Linked DNA regions of Mus musculus: region 1 is linked to region 2. The links are chromatin contacts, called in public Hi-C maps. All regions are on one chromosome and are shown on one strand. Each heading gives the region's core, a stretch centred on a gene start, on an enhancer-like site or on the middle of the called end of the contact. The rest is flanking DNA. Distances are from core to core; before and after follow the strand shown. Region 1 overlaps Cdkal1 (CDK5 regulatory subunit associated protein 1-like 1). Region 2 overlaps Cdkal1 (CDK5 regulatory subunit associated protein 1-like 1).

Evidence for each region. Hi-C and Micro-C count contacts between places; a contact is called where the count stands out from the background.
Region 1: a contact with region 2 is called in a Hi-C map of large pre-B cells, with 2.3 times the contacts expected there. The contact joins two enhancer-like sites. A contact is called at or near these places in 5 of 39 promoter capture datasets (the 3T3-L1 cell line, the C10 cell line, the HPC-7 cell line and 2 more), 1 of 15 datasets of contacts at CTCF or cohesin (large pre-B cells), 4 of 484 Hi-C or Micro-C datasets (the HPC-7 cell line, large pre-B cells, nephron progenitors and 1 more), 3 of 115 datasets of contacts at active chromatin or transcription factors (embryonic forebrain, large pre-B cells and pancreatic cancer cells) and 1 of 9 other capture datasets (embryonic trunk).

The regions. Positions count from the first base shown.
Region 1 is chr13:29,736,810-29,741,840 of GRCm38.p6, forward strand. All of the region lies in intron 5 of Cdkal1 (CDK5 regulatory subunit associated protein 1-like 1), which reads right to left. Among named protein-coding and RNA genes, the nearest start is that of Cdkal1, 120 kb to the right of the region's middle. Within about 2 kb of position 1,337, at least 46 of the 459 cell types and tissues checked have an H3K27ac peak or open chromatin away from gene starts, as enhancers often do.
Region 2 is chr13:29,600,403-29,604,845 of GRCm38.p6, forward strand. The region is part of intron 9 of Cdkal1 (CDK5 regulatory subunit associated protein 1-like 1); the gene reads right to left. Among named protein-coding and RNA genes, the nearest start is that of Cdkal1, 250 kb to the right of the region's middle. Within about 2 kb of position 2,214, at least 12 of the 459 cell types and tissues checked have an H3K27ac peak or open chromatin away from gene starts, as enhancers often do.

The DNA of each region.
Region 1 (5,031 bases), core at 87-2,586, 140 kb after region 2:
TGACAACCGAGAGGGAAGGTGGCCACTGGCTGCTTCGAGTTTCCGAAGGAAGGAGAAGTCATCGGTGAGCAGCCATGGAACTGCTGTTTGGAGGAAACAGTGAGGCCTGAGAGAGAAGCACCATGACAATGTACGTTAGATCATTTGAGACAGGACAGTAGGCAACTGTAAGTAGACATTTTAAAGGTTACCCTTATACTATTTTACATATTAAAATCATAGGCCAGTGGATAATATCATTATGGGACTATATGAGACTGGGTTGGATTTTTAACCCAGAGCTCTTTTAGAACGTACATTTTCATAGATGTGGCAGAAAACCATAAGATTTTTAAAAGCATGTTTGTTATTCAAATTCCATATATCTACTGAGTATCTCCTCTTTTAAAAATACACTTGTTAGGTTGGAGCTGGAGCTGGGGCTGGGGCTGGGGCTGGGGCTGGGGCTAGGGCTGGGGCTCCATAGTCGAGTACTTTCCTGGTAAGCAAAGGGCCCTGGGGTCACCCCTCTACAAACAGAAAACTTCAGATAAGAAATGCCAACTCTAGGATCATCCTTCCATGTGTGAGGAGTGCTTGCTTATCCTTAACTGCAGAACACACATGTAACACATATGTAACAGCCATAGCCTTGCTATGGTGTCCAACAGAGCCATCTCCATCTCTACCCTTCAGCCCAACACCAGTGTTAGTCATTTTTTAATTACTTCTAGCAAGTTCCAAAACCTTTGAGGGGCCACATACCTCACAGGCTACCACAGTAGCTAAGCAGATAGGTAGGTGCACAATGGCAGCGGTTACCGTACTGCCAAATGCTGCACGTATCCCTTTTCAATGCTGTAGATAAGAATAAGCTATCCTCAGATGCTTATGTTAACAGTGGCAAAAGTGCTCTTCAGTTGCAGAGCAGGAACTTTAAAGGGAATTTGTTTCCTTAAGTCAAATACCCAGTAGCCAACTACTCCAGAGTTCTGTGCTACAGGATGAATGGTTTGCAAAACCAAAACAGATCTCAACAGCCACATAGCCAAGGAAGCAACCACAACTCAGGGCCACTCATCAGACTGCTAAGGAACAAAGTCCTAGCAGGTGGCCATCCTCTGCTCCAAATTCAGCCATCCTGCACATGACATTATCTTCACGATTTGTATGCGGTCGTTTTGTATAATGTAACCCCTGGTATCCAATTTTCAAAATTAAGACAAAACTGTCTTTAATGACAGGCAAACCACAAGAGGAAACATCAATGATAAAAATAAGTCTGCTCAGAGCTCAGTGAAAAGGGCCCCTCCCAAGTCCCAGAGGTACCTGCCAAGCCTTACCCCACCCTCACCTCAGTATTTGTTCAGTGAAGCAGTGCTGTGCCTGGAACAAATCCCGAGGCCTAGTCAAACACCAGGTGGTACACCAGTGTCATTTTTTAAGTAACAGATGGCTCAAACTTTTCTTGTTTATGACATACAGCCAGGACTTACACAAGTGAAGCTGTCTTCCAAGTTCTTTATACAAGTAGCACAATTACTCATGTGACTCACCACTTCGAATCATAAAGACAGCAGCAGGTGGGACAGATGCAGGGCTCCTGGATTATTTATGACTTTGCATAACAGACAGAGAAACCATACACATGAACACAGATGGAGTCAAGTGCAGTCACATATTCAATGGTATTTCATTTCCTAGGTCATAAAGTCTGGAGGCCAAACCAAGTGAGCGCTTTGGTTTGAATAAATAAAAGTAAAATGTTACGAACCTAAGATGGAAGTAGGGAGAAGAGAGGTGTGTCCAGTGTCCTTCAAATCTGAAGGGCATTTTCACTAAAGGTTTAGGAATGGAAAGTAAGTCAAAGATTGCTGGGCCAGGAGTTTGCAAGGGACTTTCATTACCTGCATATCATTTCAGTTGTTATTAGGACCAGGTAATCTCACTGAGTTTAATTTATTAAACTGCATCACAGATTCCTTTATAGTAGAAATACACACTTGAGTACTGTGTGTGTGTGTGTGTGTGTGTGTGTGTTCAGTACCATGGTTTCAAGCATCAATTGCTCACTGTGTCTCTCTTAAAGCACAGGCATCAACTGGGGATTGGTGGGACAAACACCTCCCCCAAATTAGAGCTGTATATCAAATTCATCAAAAAATGAGGGGAAAGCTTGAAGCAAAGTAAAAGAAGTTACCCTAAGTGATTTTCTCCCTGTTTCTCTCTCTCCCTCACCATGTCCCCACTAAACAACACTACAGCCAGGGTCTATCTACCTCTATCAAAGGCTAGTAAAGGCCTGAGCATCTTTGGACAAAGCAGCAGAATTAAGGAATTGACAGGAAATGTGTGAGCTTTCCAACAGGGCCCATCGGTCTCAGCCTACTTCACTCTAAAGTGCCTGGCCCATGCTTTATCATGAACATGACTCTAGCATCACCTCAGCTTTCTCATCCCTGACAATCAAGCATACAATGATTGATGAGGCCTATGGGTAAGACCCGCTGCCCTTGGCAGAGTCACAGACAGGTTCAAATGTTTGGTGATGCCAGTACTGTTTCACCTGTAGCCACTACTGGGTCCACGATCCAGTTCTTCTATCAACCCATAAAGTTTGATTAGCAATACAGGTAGAAACAGAAAGCTGGTCCCAAACAGATTTGAGACCTGTTGTGCTACCAAAACATGCGGCCAAGTCAAGGAAAACCTAGAGGCTCCCACTTGAACACCTCCTGACTCCTCTAAAACTCATGGGATAGACTCAGATACCCCACACATGTTGGGTTTCCCTAACAACTGAATTACTACAGCTATTTTTCCTGGGTAAAATCCAAGTGCTTTTTGAGATGAACTTGTTCCTCTATGGTACTGTCCTGGTGCATTACTTCTCTAGCTGTCTAAACTGTCCTTCCTCCTTGTACAGATAATAATCCTCAGATAATAACACTGCAGGCCAAAGAACCAAAAGGAGCTGCTCCAGGAGGAGGAGCTGCACTACAGTGGGGGGCACGGTTCTTCACTAAACGTGTCCTCTGTGAAAACTTAGCTGATTATCATCTTATGCTAGACAAATTCACTCTGATCCACATCCTTATCCTAAAAGCTTGGGACAGAACTGTTGAAGTGGGCAAGTTTTTTAACTTCTGGAATATTACATAGACTTTTCCATCGGGGATTAGCACCCCTAATCTGCAAACCTGAAACCCAAATATTCTAAGATCTAAAACTTCTGAATGTCATATTAGAACTCAAAGTACTACTAATTTCAGATCAGTGTGATTTCCAAATAGGGCTATTCAACCTGTATGGGCTTTAAAATTGAAATTATGACTATACAAACATGCACTGCGTGACAGCAAACAAAATTAAATGCTATTAAGTACTCATTTGAAATGAGAAAAGAGCCAATTGTTTTAAATATCTGCTTCTGCTAAAGTGTACTGCACCAGCCCTAAGTTAATTGGTTCACACTTGAGGCCAGCTACCCAGCATGCCTTGTAATTATAAACACCAGGATCAGTGTTTCGCCAATTTCAGGAGCTTGACCATTTTGTATAACACTTATAGGAAAAATTAACACTTGGAAGAGGGCTGACTTTTAAATTTACAACTATTAATTACCATCCTTCCTTTTTTTCCCCTTTACCTAAGCACAGTGAAAAGCTATTGCAAGCTATGCACATTTTAATTGAATATAAATTGTTAGTTTCCTTTCATCCCTGTTTTCTGACCCATTTACTCCAAAATTCATATTCCTTGCTGCAAATTAATCAAATGACCAGCCTATGATGGGCACGGTGCTGTGTAAATTCAAACACCACCATTGGCCTCAGGGAACTGAACTATCTCATCCAAAATTCCATGGTGAAGGACTAAGTCACCAAGAGATTTGGAGAGTCGGATTTAAGGAGACACAGTGAGCAAAGAAGGATTTTTCCTGACTCTTGATTCAGGGACACGATGCACAGGTCTATGTTTCCTGGCCCTGCACTACTGTCCCTGGCCACTAAACACAGTATGGTCCCATGTAAAAGATATAAACTCACCACCTAGAACCTCCATCTGGCTCCTGATCCCCAGGAACACTGGCCTTGGCTTCCCAGGCACACTCCTCCACTTTCTATACCGTTGTTTCCTCCTTAAACACTTCAGGTCTCTGCTCAAATGCAATCTTAGTAAAAAAGTCTTTCTTAATCCTGCTACAGAAGTGTTATGCATGTCCCATCTCTCCAAGACCTAGTTTTCATATTCTTCATAGCACTGAGTACCTGACTTCACACTTTCTTCTTTAGTGACAATGTAAGCTACATGGAAAAGAGAAAACAACAACAACAACAACAACAACAACAACAACAAAACTCAATGTGCTCACCACTATACCTCTAGGCCTTTCAAAACAAACAAACAAGTCCTTGGAATGTGGCTCAATAAATAATTACATGTGTGAAATGCATAGCCCTCCATGTGCACTCATAAAGTCTTTTGTTCTATTTGGTACTGAAGGCCCAGTACCTAAAGAAGTACTTAATACTTGAGGTACTGGGTAGTTCTGTTGAGTGATCTCCAACACACAGGCATGCTGGCTTTCTGAATGTGTGTCTGTTTGTTTCTAATGAGGAGGATTTGATAAATAAAGTACATTCTCTCCTGCTGAGCTAAAATCCCACTCTCTGGCCTATTATTAAATGCTCTCAAAATCAAAAAAGCAATAAAGAAGTAACTTTATTAGTGTTTAATAGTGCTTAAATTTGATCAGTAAATAAAAGTTAACTATTCTCCTAGTCACTAAAGCTTTTAACAGTTATAAAAATGGAAATTACTACCATAATGGACTATATGTGAACATCTGACAATTCTAAATACCATGTTTTAATTGACTACATTTAGTCTCCTCATAAAAAGTCATTTTTTATTTTTATTTTTACTGAATTTTACTAATATCTTCCTTTGGCTTTGCAAACAACTTTATGCCCTTGCTCACTACTAACATACAAGCAAGAAAGCACTGTGGTTGGGGCTGGAGCGACAACAAGCAGGGAGCAGGCTCAG
Region 2 (4,443 bases), core at 964-3,463:
CTCCAAAAATGTCCCATGCAGGCCATGATGGTGAGCTCTAAAGGTCAACGCACTTCAGTAGAGAGTTACGAACAATGGTGCTGTCTGGAGGCACAAGAGCAGAATGGATTCTGTACAGGTGAGCAATGAGAGACTGCCACAGATAAAAGCCTTGAGGGAACCAGGGAGAAGGTCACTAGACAAGCAGATAAGCAAGACATTTGGTCCTGTTGCTTTATTGTCTAAGCCAGAGTCCCTACACCATTCCACTAACAAAATTCATGATATGAGATACATAAAAATACCTTATAGTCTAGTTGAGGTGAGAAAACATGGCACCCATAAGTATAGTGCAACACAGAAAAAGTAAATGCACCGCCCTTTTCAGGGGAGGGGATACCACCAGCAAGGCAATCAGAACCAATCCCACAACTGTTAGAGCAGTTTGAGCTTAGTGTGAATGGAGGACACAAGGTCAGCAAAGAGTCCCATCTTTGTAGGGAAAGTCTAGATAGAGGACCTTGACAGAACAGCACAAAGTGGGGCAATCAAGGCCAAGGTTGGAAATGGAGAGCATGTAGGTAACTTCCCAGCCTGAGGGGCTAGGTTACAGCCACACAAAGCTAACTACAGATGCAGCGGACTGTGTAAGGAACAAGTCAAAACAAGACAAGCGATAGATTCAGATTCTAGAAGAAAAAAGACTCAATCAAGAGTGATTTCAATGCACAGGCTCAATGCTCAAGTCATGACTCATGAGTGGACAGGGAACACTAAGAAATGAACACATGTCATAAACAGGTGCTCGGGGATCATACTATGATACAGCTGAAGAAGCAGGATCAGGGCCAGTCTGGGTATGGCACAGTGAGTTCTTGACACAGGGGTCAGCCCCAGGGAAGCCAGTTCAAGCTGGTCTGCATACTGGCTAGATAGATCCAGTTCAGTCAGTTGACCCTGAGGCCACCTGAGGATTGTGGGACAAGGGGAGTAAGAGAGTAAAGGGAAGGGAGGATTCCAGATACACCTTCAAGGCAGCAGGCTACAAGTTCCCCAGGTCTTTGTCAAGGTTTTAGATTGCAGGGCTGTGGACAAGACTGTTTGGTCAGGGTAAGAATCACTACCCTATTTAAACACTGGGAATAACTTTAGACAAATTTTACAAATTGCTTAAGAACCTATTTTTGTTCTCCATTTAACAACATAGCCTGCAGTAAAGCTTAACTAGCTGCACTGGTCTTGGGATCACATGGCTGCTCAGGCCATAGGTACACCTGATACTATGGCACCCACAGCAGCCACACCCTCATGTTCTGAACACAGCTGTAGGAGGCTAAATTTGTGCTTCATCACTTTATCTCCCAGTACCTTGCACATGTCCTATGTTCAGTAAATGTGTTCCCTGACCTGAGTGCATTGAACTTACTAAACTCACAGAGCTAACATACCATTCTAGTTTGCTTTCTGTTGCTCAGATAAAACACTGACCCAAGTAGCTTGGAGAGGAAAGAGTTTATTTGGTTTTGGCTTTGGCTTCCAATTTCAGGTCATAATCCATCATTACCAAAGTCAGGGCAGGAGTTTAAGCCAGAACTGAAGGAGAAATCATGAGGAATGCTGCATCCTGGCTTGCTCCCAGGCTCAGATTCTACTAGTTTTCCTATAGAGCCTAGGGGATGCCACCACCAACAATGGGCTTGACATCATTCACATGAGCTCAGTCCTCTTACATAAATTCGCTATAAGAAAAAGACCCCACAAACATATCCATGGGCCAATTGATGGTAGCAATCCCTCAACTGAGGTTCTATCTTCTCAGGTGTGTCAAGCTGACTACTGAAATTAGCTATCACACGGGTCCCAGTGAAACTTTTAGAATGGGAACAAATACTGCTTATGAGACCACAGTAACATGGGCATTTCAGATATTACCATGTATGAATTCTGACACTAGAAAATAACTTCCAGTCAGATTTTGTGCTTTCATTAAATCTAGGCCAACAAAGAAACAGCAAAAGCAAACTAAAGGCAGGAATACTACAATTCAGGCACATTTCCACAAACATGAGACCAGACATGTCCAGGGTGATGTGCACAATACTAAACCCTCATATCCAGTGTTTGAAGCATCAGATATCATATATCACTGTGAAGTTCTGCTCCATCCCCTAGAGCAGCACAATGACAGAGGTGTGTCACTCACAGGCCACACCCACTCTTTTCCTGTAATGCACTTTCAGCCTCCAGGGACAGTTCCAGCTGATGGAACAACTTCAAAGGGAAAATGTTATTACTGACATTCTACACAGATGAGGAAACTGAAGCTCAGAAAATGGAAGGGATTTTACAAGAGCATGAATCCAGGAAGCAACATAATTCAAATTCAAAGCAGACCTACCTGACTGTAAAATGTACAGACTTAGCCGGGTATATGTGGCACACACCTGTAATGCCAGCACCCAGAATGTCAAGGCAGGAAGACTGCTTCGCATTGGCCTTAGCTCCCCAGTGAGACGCACAAATGGACTTTTCTTCTTTTTAGAGACCTATTTCCTACATGCTAAAAATAAAAACTAGAAAATGAAACAATATCACTAAGCTTAATTAGAAGCATGAGATCTCTCACCAATCTATAAACATTTCCATTTTTTGCTAGACCATTTTTTTATATAAGAGATTGTTTCTATTACAGGCCTTCAAGACAGCTCAATGGATATGGGGGAATACTGCCTGACCTTACAGCCCAAGTTCCATTTCTAGGACCATATCATGGGAGAAAGACAAGATGCCCTCTGACCTCCACATGAGTGTGCCTGTGCCAGCACACACCCCACATCCTCCCCCAAAGCCCCCAACACCTCACACCCTCACAAGCATACACACCCTACCCTGTCCCTACCCACCATATATGTCCACAACCCTCAAACCCCACAAATCACATAGAATCCACACACTCACAAACCCCATACACACCCACGTACACCACACACGTTAAATAAATATGTATATATTACAAAAACAAAAGTCTGGGCTGGACAACTCAGCAGTTAGGTGCTAAGTGCAGTTGCAGAAGACTGAGGTTCCATTCCCACAACCATGACTGCAGTTTCAGGGGATCCAATGACTTCTTGTGACCTTGGAGGACAACAGGCACACATGCCGTACATGGGCACACACATAAAACATTTTTTTTTAGTCTAAGAAACGACTGCTACAGCTTTCTGTTTGCTTTTCCCTTCCAGGGCAACTCTACCCTCAGGTAGCAGTGGCCCCCAGAGCCATCTGCCTGCCATGTTGGTAGTAAGAAACAGAGACTTGGCCTCCTCATTTGTCTGACAACATCTGTACAAAAAGTAGACACATATTTCCTGTCCCAAGTGGAAAGATCTGCTACTCATAATGGCAGAGACTTTTCCAATCGCCAGTCTAGCTCTGCCAGTTTTAAACCCCAGGTTCTTAAATTTAGCAGCAGCCCACCGGTGTGTTCTGATCCCGAGTCGGCCCCAAGCCGCAGCAGCAGCTGGTAAAACGGAATGCTAATTCATTACAGATGGTAGAACACAGCCTACATTTAATTTATTTACATTTTCAGAAATTTTGGATCTGCAGTGAAGATGTCAGATTATTTTAACAAGTAAGTTTAGCCTTTTTTCAATTTGGTCAATGCTCAATAAAAAAATTAATGTTTATATGTTAAAAATTCTTTCAACAAGCCCAATTAGGCCTCTATTCCCACAGTTTGTATTTTATAAGCTATTTAGCTGGTGAGCCTTTTCTGAATGTCTTATTACAAGCAAAGTTGGAACAAAATTAGGCCTAAACGTTTGCAACAGAACCCTTTCTCACAAGGCATGTTGCTGCCTTTGTGTTCTCTAGCCCTGCCATTCCGGGGAGACTAAGAGTTTAATAAATTGTAAGATTATTAAATATCTCTAGAGACCCCTCCCCTTTTTCATCACTTAAGGCAATGGCGACCAAAATACCAAATCACTTGCTTAATTTTGAATAGCCAAGTACACAGAGAAAGAGTGGCCAACACTCAAAGGCTGATGCGGCGCTGCTGCCCTCTCCTGGACTCGGTGATCCTAACCCCTCCCCACTGCCTAGGAACAGTGAAACTGAGATGTGGAAGTCAAACACTAGGTCAGGTTCAAAGTTTTCCTGAAATTTTTGAACTTAATTTTATTAAATCAAATGTGTGTGTCGCTCTCTCTCTCTCTCTCTCACACACACACACGAGAGAGAGAGAGAGAGAGAGAGAGAGAGAGAGAGAGAGAGAGAGAGAGAGAGAGTATTAAGAGGTCAGAAAGGTTCTCCATGAATCTCCCACTTACTGAGAGAGCTAGGGAGCATTGATTTTCAAAGTCTTAGACTGTCATCCCAATTTCTCAGGGTATATTTTACACGAACCACCACCCACCCCACCCCCATCTCTGCCGCCACTTCAGCTCTTTTCCCTGTCAT